Regions from separate parts of the Mus musculus genome. Here region 2 is linked to region 1. A link is a contact called in public HiChIP or PLAC-seq data. All regions are on one chromosome and are shown on one strand. The core of a region is the stretch at or near the end of the contact, and the rest is flanking DNA. Distances in the headings are between cores, read along the strand shown.

Region 1 (5,255 bases), core at 1,321-3,820:
AAGCTGGAGCCATGTTCCTGGGTTCCTTGTCTAAGGGCACTTGGGGATTTTATGCAGCATCTGGACAATAGAGGTGACTCTTCGGTGCTTGTGAGCTGTGTCCTCTATAGCCTGGGTACTGCCCATCAGGGGCACCCATATCATCTCAAAGAGTGGGAGGAGAAAGTTCTGGAATTTGGAGATCCAGCAGGCTGAGTGTGGAGGGCATGAACTTTCAGGCAGTGGGCAGATAGAAACTTAGGCATGGGTCCCCTCCCAGGTTGCATCTAAGGCCACCCTGCTTGTAGATCCTGGAAGGCTTGGTATGCACGGTCATGCAAGTGTGTACAAGACTGCCCATTAGGAGTGGACATCATCACCTAGTCCTCCAAAGGTCCTTTGGACACAGTAAAGGGACTAGAGGAAGGGTACTTCCCTCCCAGGGGCTGAGCAGGAACGGGGCAGAGTCTTAAGAGGAGCCGACAGAGGAGAGGAGCCAGGATGTTGGGAAGCTGACCTGGGTAATCAGCGCCCCTGACCCCAGCGCCTGCCTATTGTGTCTCGTGCTATCACAGGTGATTCCAGCCAAAGGCTTCTATGGCCTCACAAACCACTGTGTCTCTCCTAGGTACTACTTGTCCTCGGCACACTCGTCATCGCCATGTCCTTGCAGATGGATCGCAGGGGCATCTGGAACTTGATGGGACCTTGCGTCTTTGCTTTTGTGATCATGGCCTCCATGTGGGTAAGGAACAGGGCATATAGTCTCCTGTTCAGACTCATGGAGAAGAGAGCCAGGCCCTTAATTCCAGTTATGCTGGGAGGGCTCCAAAACTCCACATCTGTTTAGAGTCGGTAGCAGCTACCCATAGAGCCCCAGTCTGGCTATGTGCCTTAGGTCTTGTGCCGATAACCACTAGGCATGAGGCCATATGCACTTCTCCTGCCCAGATCTAGATAGACCCCATACCTCTTGGCTCTGGGTCTGCACCAACCAACCAACTCCCATGTGGCTATCCACTCTAGATATACCGCTGTGGGCACCGGGGACAGTGCTACCCAACCTCCTGGCAGCGCTGGGTCTTCTACCTCCTGCCTGGCATCTCCATGGCTTCCGTTGGCATCGCCATGTATACTTCAATGATGACCAGTGACAATTACTACTACACCCACAGCATTTGGCACATCCTACTGGCTGGTAGTGCAGCATTTCTTCTGCCACCACGAGAGGAAAAAGCTGGGTCCTGGGCCTGTTTGCAGAAGTTCCCTTGTCACTACCAGATCTGCAGGAATGATCGGGATGAGTTGTACACAGTGACCTGATAAGGCTGGTTCATGGACACCTGAAACTCTAATGACCTCTTCAGCTAGGACAAGCGAGAGAGGTGCTTGTCTAGCCCCAACCAGGTTTCCATCTGAATAAAATTGTCCTGAGACGCTTGGCTTCTTTCTCCAGAGAAGACCCCCTCCACCCCAAAAAATCTTTATGGCTGCTGCCAATTCCTCTGAAGGTCACAGCTGTTTCCACCTGGAGCCCACAGGTGCCACGTGTGGGCTGATCACGCTGTTATGGATGGGGATACAGATAAGGGATTCCTGTGGTCCCCTTCCTTTGGAAAGCCGTGATATGAGACCCACAAGCAAGGAAGTCTGAGTGCACAGAGGTCACTCACTGTCTCTGACATCCTGTACCCTTAATGCCATCCTGCCTTGGCATGGGGATACCCTCCTGCTGCAGTTGCTATGGTAGAGTCCAGGGTCATCAGAGAGCTGATTAAGACCTGGAGTGCTGTGTGCTGTCCCTCCCTCATTGTCTGTTGGAGCAGGAGGCCTTCGGGAGAGCCTGAGGTAGCAGGCTGCTCAGCTGTATGAGGTCTGGCTCCAGAAGGCACACAATGCTCGCTAGTGTTCCCTTCTCTCTTAAGGGGTCCAAGGCCCCAGTCTGGTGAGCATTCTCCTGTGCTGGCCCTAGACACTTGGATGAGGCTGACCCCTACTGGATCAACTGAGGATTAAGGAGTGGGTTCTGGATCCCCAGCCCAATCTTTCTGGTCTCCTGGGGTCACTGAGCTGGTAGTGCTGTGTGCCCAGGCCATTTGGTTCCCACTGTGAGGCTCATCTGCTCTGAGTACTGGGATTGCAGGTGTGGGCTTCTGGGCTCCTTCCCAAGCTACTAACATCCTTTATTTGGCACCAAAGCACACTTTAGCCCCTGAAAGGGGAAATGTGTATATTCTGTTGGGGGTGGGGGGCAGGTGGTAAAATGTTACTGTTCTAAGATATGAAGGCATATTTTTATGTAATTGGTGAATTTAATATTCTACAATAATTTTTCAAATCAAATGAGTGGTCTTTTTTTTTTTTTTCCTTGCGTCCCTGGAGGGAAAGGGAGGTTGAGCTCAGGGTAGCCTTTCCCAACAGGCTTGCCAAAGCTGCTGGGGAACTCCTGGGCTGCACTTGGCAGACGGTGCCTTGAACCCATTCGCAGTAGATAATTTTTCATGGTCCCTAAAGGAGGCGGAGGGAAAGGGATTAGTTTAGATGGACGGGCGTTGCTGCCAATTGGCAGCGAGCGAAGGCGCACGTTCGGTGACGCTATTCCGGTTCCGGGAGGCGCGGGCGCGCTCTCCTAGAAGTAGAGGGTCGCGCGATGCCGCTGCACAGGTATCCTGTGCACCTGTGGCAGAAGCTGCGGCTGCGGCAGGGCATCTGTGCGCGCTTGCCCGCCCACTTCTTGCGCTCACTGGAAGAAGAACGGACGCCGACCCCGGTACACTACAAACCTCACGGGACCAAGTTCAAGATCAACCCCAAGAATGGGCAGCGCGAGCGCGTTGAGGACGTACCCATTCCAGTTCACTACCCTCCAGAGTCCCAGCAGGGACTGTGGGGTGGAGAGGGCTTGATTTTAGGCTACAGATACGCCAACAACGACAAGGTGGGTGCGGACCATCTCGGCTGTTCTGCATGCTTTGCTGAGCAGGCGCTGCTCTGGGCGCCACAAACGGTCAACCAGACTAACACAAGCGTTTTGTTTACGGAGCAAGCTAACTCCGATAGCAAAGTCTAGTCCTGAAGTGGGGTGGTCCTGGATCAGATAGTATCAAAAGTAAGGACAGAGTGGGGACAGTGGTGGAGAAAAGGAAGGAGGAAGGATAGATTCGAAGCTTGTGCCGAAGAGGAGGGAGAAGTGAAATCTGCTTGTCACCTGCTAGTTTCTATGCGCATTTCCCTCATTTTTAGGACGGAATAACTTTGCTCCTAGTACATAAAAATCAAAAAGACCGAGATGACTGCCTGGAGTCTATCTCTTCTGGTGATACTCTGCTCCTAGGCAAGCCCTGTGGGAGGAGAGAGTATGTTTCAGGCCTTCCAGGGTGTCATTCACTTGCCTGTGGCTACTGGGTTTCAGCTGTGTGAGAATCTGGAACATATACCAGTAGCATTAGGGCTAGCCTGAGTGAAGCAGACATCTAGGTGGGTGGGTGTCCAGAGCCAGCTCAGGGGCCCTGACCTGCATCAGTGGTCCTGAGGAGCGTCTGAGGAAGGGAGAGGGCCTGGCTCACAGTAGCCCAGGTTCCAGAAGGGTGCTTTGGGGCCCACTTGGTCTATAGGAAAACGGGAGGTTTCTCTTGCACCCTTAGCTCTCCAAGAGGGTGAAGAAGGTGTGGAAGCCACAGCTGTTCACTCGGGAGCTTTACAGTGAAATCCTGGACAAGAAGTTCACCGTGACTGTGACCATGAGGACCCTGGATCTCATCGATGAGGCCTATGGATTTGACTTCTATATTCTCAAGGCAAGCAGGGGTTAGTGCACTCCAAGGTCTTGTCAGACTCGTGGGAAGTGCCGAGTGCACTGCATGGGCATGGGCAGGGAGTGTGGGGCACCCCAGGGTAGCCATTACAAGTAGGACTGAGTCCCTGTTGGTGCAGCCCCTGAAGCTTTCTGTCTTGCTGAGGCCACTCCCTGTGAGTCGCTGACTTGTCCAATGGTTGTAGCCATTTCTTTTTCTTTCTTTCTTTCTTTTTTTTTTTTTCGAGACAGGGTTTCTCTGTATAGCCCTGGCTGTCCTGGAACTCACTCTAGACCAGGCTGGCCTCGAACTCAGAAATCTGCCTGCCTCTGCCTCCCGAGTGCTGGGATTAAAGGTGTGCGCCACCATGCATGCCTTGGGCCTGACCCATATAGGCTTGGATGCTAGCGCTGATCCCAATGCCTGTTCTGCTGTGGTCTAGCTTAGGGCTGCCAGCAGCTGAAGAAGAACCCATAGGGTCAGCTGACAGGGTGGGGGGGTGGGGTGGTGAGCCTGCTGTAGCACCCGACCCTATGTGAACCTTCTGCCAGACCCCTAAGGAGGACCTGGGCTCCAAGTTTGGCATGGACCTGAAGCGAGGGATGCTGCTGAGGCTTGCTCGCCAGGACCCCCATCTCCACCCTGAGAACCCTGAGCGGAGAGCAGCCATCTATGACAAGTACAGGGTGAGAGTTTCCCCATCCTGCTTGCTGCCCGAGGCTCCTGGCCCAGCCCCCACACCTCATGCCAGCCTCCTCTCCTGCTTATTCAGAGCTTTGTCATCCCCGAGGCAGAGGCCGAGTGGGTTGGCCTGACGCTGGAGGAGGCCCTGGAGAAACAGAGGCTTCTGGAGGAAAAGGTGAGTACCTGTGTACCGGCAGATCTCAGGCCACTGAGGTTGAGTGATGGGGGGGGCGGGAAGGCTAGCTTTTAGGGTCTGCCACACCGAAATGCTGCCATACGTTTGGTTCCTTCCATTTTGAAATTGCATGGCATGCTTCGTCTCGTGAAGCCCTTCCCTCTCTTTCTCTGAATGCTCGGGGATCTTTGGCACTAGGCGTTTTCTTTCTTTCTCTCTTTCTCTCTCTCTCTTTCTTTCTTCCTTTCTTTTTTGGTTTTTCGAGACAGGGTTTCTCTGTGTAGCCCTGGCTGTCCTGGAACTCACTCTGTAGACCAGGCTGGCCTCAAACTCAGAAATCTGCCTGCCTCTGCCTCCCAAGTGCTGGCATTAAAGGCGTGCGCTACCACCGCCCGGCACTAGGTGTTTTCTTAATCCCTTGGCAGCCCCTAGGATGTTCCATTTGTGTCTGTTTCCCAGAATAGTCAAGAGCCTGTGGCGGCCAGCAGTTACAGGGAAGCCAAGGGTAGGCATGTGAGTTTGTGTGACCAAGGGAAAGCAGTCCTCTTTTGGCGGTCAAATGCCCTCCAGGATGACAAGCAGCAACATCCCCAGTCCTTCTACACCCTGCTTCTCCCCATGGT
Region 2 (5,255 bases), core at 1,632-4,131, 460 kb after region 1:
AAAAGCAATTTAAGAAACAGAAACCAAAGCCCAGGAGTGTAACTTCATAATGGTTTCCCACCTCCTTTAAATGACTGTTCTAGGTGGGATCTGCACATGTGCTGCTGGAGTCAGACTTGCTCAGTCTCCCTTCCCGCCAAAGAAAAGTTAACTTCTGAGAGGTCACTTGACCCGTAGGTACTCGACCACTGGGGCTCCTAAAATGAAGCCTTTAAAGAGCTGCCTGGGGTATTGGTGTTGGACAAGGCCACTATGGGGCTGACTGCCCTTAGTGGGGCAGGCACAGCGTGAGTGTTACAGGTCACTGCATCAGCCCCCACCTCCCCTAAAGTGCCATTTCCTAGATTCCTACAGCATGAGTAGGAACAGAAGACAGTAAGGGAAGGACAGGAGGACATCACCTTGCCTCTTCATTCATGCTCTCCATCCCGTTCCCCAGGCTTGTGCACATGCTTGGCTGGGCGAAAACTTCAATGCAAATCAAATCTACTAAGCCAACTCAAATCTCAGCCAAACGTCCCAAACGTCACTGGTCTGTTTATCACTCACGCATTGACAGCTGCATGCCACTGATCAGGCAGAGGATGGGTGTCCACCCGACCTTTGTGGACATGGTGCCCACCCTGCTGAGGCTTGCTTTCCACAGGAGTCCATGACCAAAAGTTTTCTAGCAAGAATGCCCAGAGCTTTAACTTTGTTCAGGATTCTAGAAGGTTCTTCCATGGTCTTTATTCTGAGGACTTAATGATAAGCAGGGCTGGTTTGGTGCTGGAACAGAAAGTTGCAGGCTGCTCTGGAGGAAAAGGCCGTTATGAGTGGGTCTTCGTGGTGGGTAAGCAGTTCCCTGAGGCCTGGGAAGGAGCATGCCCTCCGGGCTTCATATAGCCAGGACCAGAGGTCTGCAGGCCAGGGATTCTCAGGGTGGATGTCTGCACAGGCTCAGCTCTAACAGCAACCCATCAGACTGGCAGCAGCTGGCTCTGCTAGCAGCTGGTCTGACTGCCAAGATCTCTCTTTGATTCACATTTTCCACATTGAAAGATGTTTTGAAAACCTTGACCTTCAATTCATCACATGTCCCTTATTAAATTGTAAGTCACATCCAGCCAGTTAATGAAAAGACAATGGGCGGGTGACGCAGTACAAGGCATCTTGGCAGGAGCTCACCAAAGCGCTCTAGCCACAGAAGACCTGACCTAGTGATACCCCTGTTCCAGGGCAGACAGCGTGTCACAACTATGAAGGGCTGGGCTTGAGAGAGTGGCAAGGCTGCAGTAAGGCTGGAGAAGCGGGGACATGCTGAACATTCAGCAGGGCCCAGGCAGGTAGACGGGAACCCGACTTAAAAGAGGCAGAGCCCACCGGGGGAGGTGGGGAGGAGTCACACGTTTGACTGGAAGAGAAGCAAGTGGTAGATGTGTGAGGGGGTCAGTGTGGCAGGGGCTTCTTAGACGCGGGCATGTAGACAAATGTGAGTTGGAGGGAAGAGATGGCATTGTGACATTGTAATGTCTGTCCCCAGTGAGTACTGTGAGGTGGGAGGGCAGTGAGAGATGGAATAGACAGCTGAGGTGGACCTTCACATGCTGGTCACTTGGTGGGAGCCACAGAAGGTTCTAGAACAGATGTCATTCTGAGGAAGGTAGGAGCAGCTGCGTGGAGAAACACGTAGGCGCAGAAGAAAGTAGCTGAAGGCCTGGTGGCATGGGTAGGCCCAGTTTCAAAGATGGCAGAGGGTGTGCTCTCCCTTCTAGGCCGACTGTCCGTCACCTTGCCTCGTTCATGGAGGCGGGGCAGAGAACTAAGACTGAGTTCTAGCTTGCCTCCTTGGCCTCACTCCTCACTACCTCCACTTACCAACGGAAGCAGCGTTCTGCCTCCCTCAGGGGTGTGGCAAGAGTGAATGAAGCACTGCACATAGAGAATGTTAGGAGAGTACTGGGTGTGCAGACAGCTCTAGGTGAGTGTCACCAAGGGCCAGAGAGCCTACATGGGGACACCCTAGCTGGGGAACTTAAAAGTATTGGAGTCCCCCGTGGGCCAGTAGACTTTAGGGCCATGTTGACATATGTCCATGCCCATTCACACTCTCTGTGTTGACTCTTGCACTGGTGAGCAAGGGAGCCTGTGGGGCTTCAGTTTGCTCATTGTGAAAGGGGATGGAGGCCAGTGCCTGGTTCACGGCACTGTTGCAGAGATGAAGTGGCCTGCTTGATGCTGGAGAAGGACTTAGCGATGGGCATGGCTGGGGTCAGTCCTCATTCACATCCAGGTTGTTGCCACTTCCATAGTAGAAGCATCATTTCCTGTCCAGTGCTTTCAGGAAGATGCCTCTCCTCTCTTCCTGTCACTTCCCTGTAGAGACTCTGGACCGGAGACTCCTCTCCTCCCCCAGCCCCAATGAGTCTTGAAGACTTGGCCAGACTTGTGTGTAGTAGGGAATGGTCCCAGCCTGGGCTCCACCCCTTGCTGGCCGTGGGAAGTTGTGTCGGTCTGTCATCACTGTGGCACTGCCTTCTCATCTGTAACATTGGGCTGATAATCCACACATTGTGTGAGGGCAAAGCTGTGTGGCACACATGAACTACTGCGTGTGCCATCTCCGGGGCCAGAAGCCTCTTGTAGCATCCTCTTAGGCAGAAGAGGATCCTGGTTCACAGAAGAGTCGCAGGTTCAAGGACAGTATCCCAGGATCTTGAGCACAGAGTGGGCTGGAGGCATCTCAGCTAAGTATTCCAGGGTCGTGGTATGTGACAGTGTCAACCCAGCCCAGACGCAGGAACAGCTGTCCACCCTGGCCAGCCAGTGTGCACACTGGTCAAAGTTTGTTATCTTAGCCTTTTTAACACCCTGCGAATATGGGAGCAGCAATCCCTACTGTCCAAGGGTCGAAGCTGTTGCAGGCTAGGCATGTGGTGAGAAAGCCCTGACAGGGCATTTGTCAGTAGCCTGTGGGACATACCCAGGAAGTCTGTTTGTGGTCCTCTTCTCCATACCTTTCCTTATAGCTTCTTAGGCTGCAGGGCTGGGAGGCAGTGTGTGGCCTACATAGAAGACTCTGCACCACACCAGAGAATTAGCATGGCCGACCCTAAGTTCTTCTCTCTGCCCTGCATCCCCTCTATACCCCTGCTAGGGTCACAGCGGGGCCGATCCCTGTAAATACCAGTCCGCTTACATGTGCATTTTTCCTCTGTGATCTTCCTGTTTTGATGAGACACTGCCTTTGGCCGCACGGGTTCCCTAGGGGACTGCGGTCCTGAGGCCCAGCCCTAGCCAGTCATTCAGGAATTCTGCTTCCTGGCGCCCCACACCCTGCACATTCCACCAGGGCTAGCGCCTCCTGCTCTGCGTGAATGGGGTCTGCCTTCCCCATTCCCACGGTTCCCATGGCCACTTCCTTATCACCCTCTCCAGCTGACTGAAAAAGGCCACATTCCAGGGCAAAATTAGACTCACCCTCCCTTTCTGTTTTCCTCCAGCGGGCAGGAGAGTTTGCTAGAGTAGACTGGCGCTGGAGCCCACGGGTACAGGGAACAGACTTGCTGCTTGGCGTGTCCCCTGAATCTATCACTTCGTTTCTTGGATCATTTGAGGAATGCACTGGGCTTCTGCTGTATGCCAAGAAAAGCCCCAGGGACTGGGCTTACAAACAGTGGGGTTGTACAGTGTAGCATGGGTACGGGCCGACAGCTGCTGGGCTTGGGGGTTGAGCTGTTTTCATTTGCTCCATATTCTAGATTCAGCTGATGCCTCCATGTTGCTTCTAAGGCGTCATTTGATGGCGTTTCAAGGTGTCTGCTTGTTCGTGCCGTGCTGGGGATGGAACCCAGAGCCTTTGCATGTGTGCTCTACGGCTGAGCTGCATCTCCAGAGGGCAGAATGGGGGTTACTTTAAGAGCCCCCCTTCTTTCTAGCCGAGGCAGCACAGAGCCGCACCTGAGCGCCGATGCTATGTTCTTCAAATGCCCCATGCTTAGAACCACAGGCCAGGTAAACCTCGGGGCAGAACTTACCCAATCTGTTAGAGCCACAAGAGGTGACACCTGGCAGCATCTGACAAACCCAGGCTGGGACCTTCTAAAAACTACCAGTGAAACCAGGGGAGGGGACAGACTGCAGCAGTCTGAAGGGTGCCCTTCAGAGGCCTCCTCCACTCAGGAAATCCCTTGATTCCTGGCTTCACTGCGGAGAAGAATTTCATGATGATTCAACATGAAGAGAATTGGAGTTCACGAGGGGTTTTTTTTTTTTTTTTTTTTTTTTTTTTTTAAAGATTTATTTTATTATTAATATATGTAAGTACACTGTAGCTGTCTTCAGACACTCCAGAAGAGGGAGTCAGATCTTGTTGCGGATGGTTGTGAGCCACCATGTGGTTGCTGGGATTTGAACTCTGGACCTTCGGAAGAGCAGTCGGGTGCTCTTACCCACTGAGCCATCTCACCAGCCCACGAGGGGGGTTTTAATGTTAGTTTTTGGCCCAAGTACTAAGGGGAAATGAGGTGTTTGGGAAGAGAGTAAGACACCAGAGAGCCTGGGTGTGGGCTTCTCTGAGGGCCACACGCCTTTGTCTTTACAATGGACAGGTACAGGATTATGGTGGATTTAAAAGATAATATCTTCAAAGGGTTTGTTATCTGCTAAGAACCCGAGTGAGATCTCTGGGTAGTCCTGAAGGGCACCTGACAGGGTCGCACTTGAGACGGTGGGTCACAGGCAGTTGGAGATCCCCACTGTCAGCAATGTTAATAGTCCTGCTTAGGAGAGTCACAGATGATGTCCAGTTCATTACCATTTTAACAATATCTCTATATGGGTAAATTATAAAGTATCTATCTCATTTACAGTCATCTTTTACTTATTGTAGGTCTATCATCCATACATCCATCCATCCATCCATCCATCCATCCATCCATCTATCTACCTATCTATCTATCTATCTATCTATCTATCTATCTATCTATCTACTGTCAACCATCTGTCTAGTCTGGCTTCTCAGCCACTTAGAGGCTCCATGGAGACTTCAGAGTCAGGGGCCCTTTTTCATTTCTCACATCTCTATGATTTCCTTGTCTTTCCTACTGCAGAAAGTTGAGGACCAGTCACAGACCTGGGGGGGGGGGGCTCCAACAACTGAATGCAGTGTGGTACCTGAGCCCAGCAGAAAGACAAGAGAGCCAAACCCTGAGAAAGTTGGTGGCCTAGTTGATGGGATCATGTCAAGTTTCTTAGTTTTGAGAATTTCAGTTACA

Evidence for each region. HiChIP or PLAC-seq counts read pairs in DNA pulled down with a chosen protein or histone mark.
Region 2: a contact with region 1 is called in an HNF4G HiChIP or PLAC-seq map of pancreatic cancer cells. The contact joins the enhancer-like site here to the promoter of Mrpl28 in region 1. A contact is called at or near these places in 2 of 39 promoter capture datasets (frontonasal cranial neural crest and stem cell-derived epiblast-like cells), 1 of 484 Hi-C or Micro-C datasets (embryonic stem cells) and 2 of 115 datasets of contacts at active chromatin or transcription factors (memory CD8 T cells and pancreatic cancer cells).

What each region holds. Positions count from the first base shown.
Region 1 is chr17:26,120,933-26,126,187 of GRCm38.p6, forward strand. It overlaps Mrpl28 (mitochondrial ribosomal protein L28), which reads left to right and starts at 2,571. Exons shown (of 5, transcript NM_024227.3): 1 at 2,571-2,917; 2 at 3,624-3,776; 3 at 4,325-4,459; 4 at 4,546-4,632. The coding sequence starts at 2,630. It overlaps Pgap6 (post-glycosylphosphatidylinositol attachment to proteins 6), which reads left to right. Exons shown (of 13, transcript NM_021793.2): 12 at 608-724; 13 at 1,006-2,322. The coding sequence ends at 1,302.
Region 2 is chr17:26,581,395-26,586,649 of GRCm38.p6, forward strand. All of the region lies in intron 1 of Ergic1 (endoplasmic reticulum-golgi intermediate compartment (ERGIC) 1), which reads left to right. Among named protein-coding and RNA genes, the nearest start is that of 1700049J03Rik, 18 kb to the left of the region's middle. Within about 2 kb of position 2,882, at least 170 of the 459 cell types and tissues checked have an H3K27ac peak or open chromatin away from gene starts, as enhancers often do. A contact at or near this core is called in embryonic stem cells and pancreatic cancer cells, where this site is marked.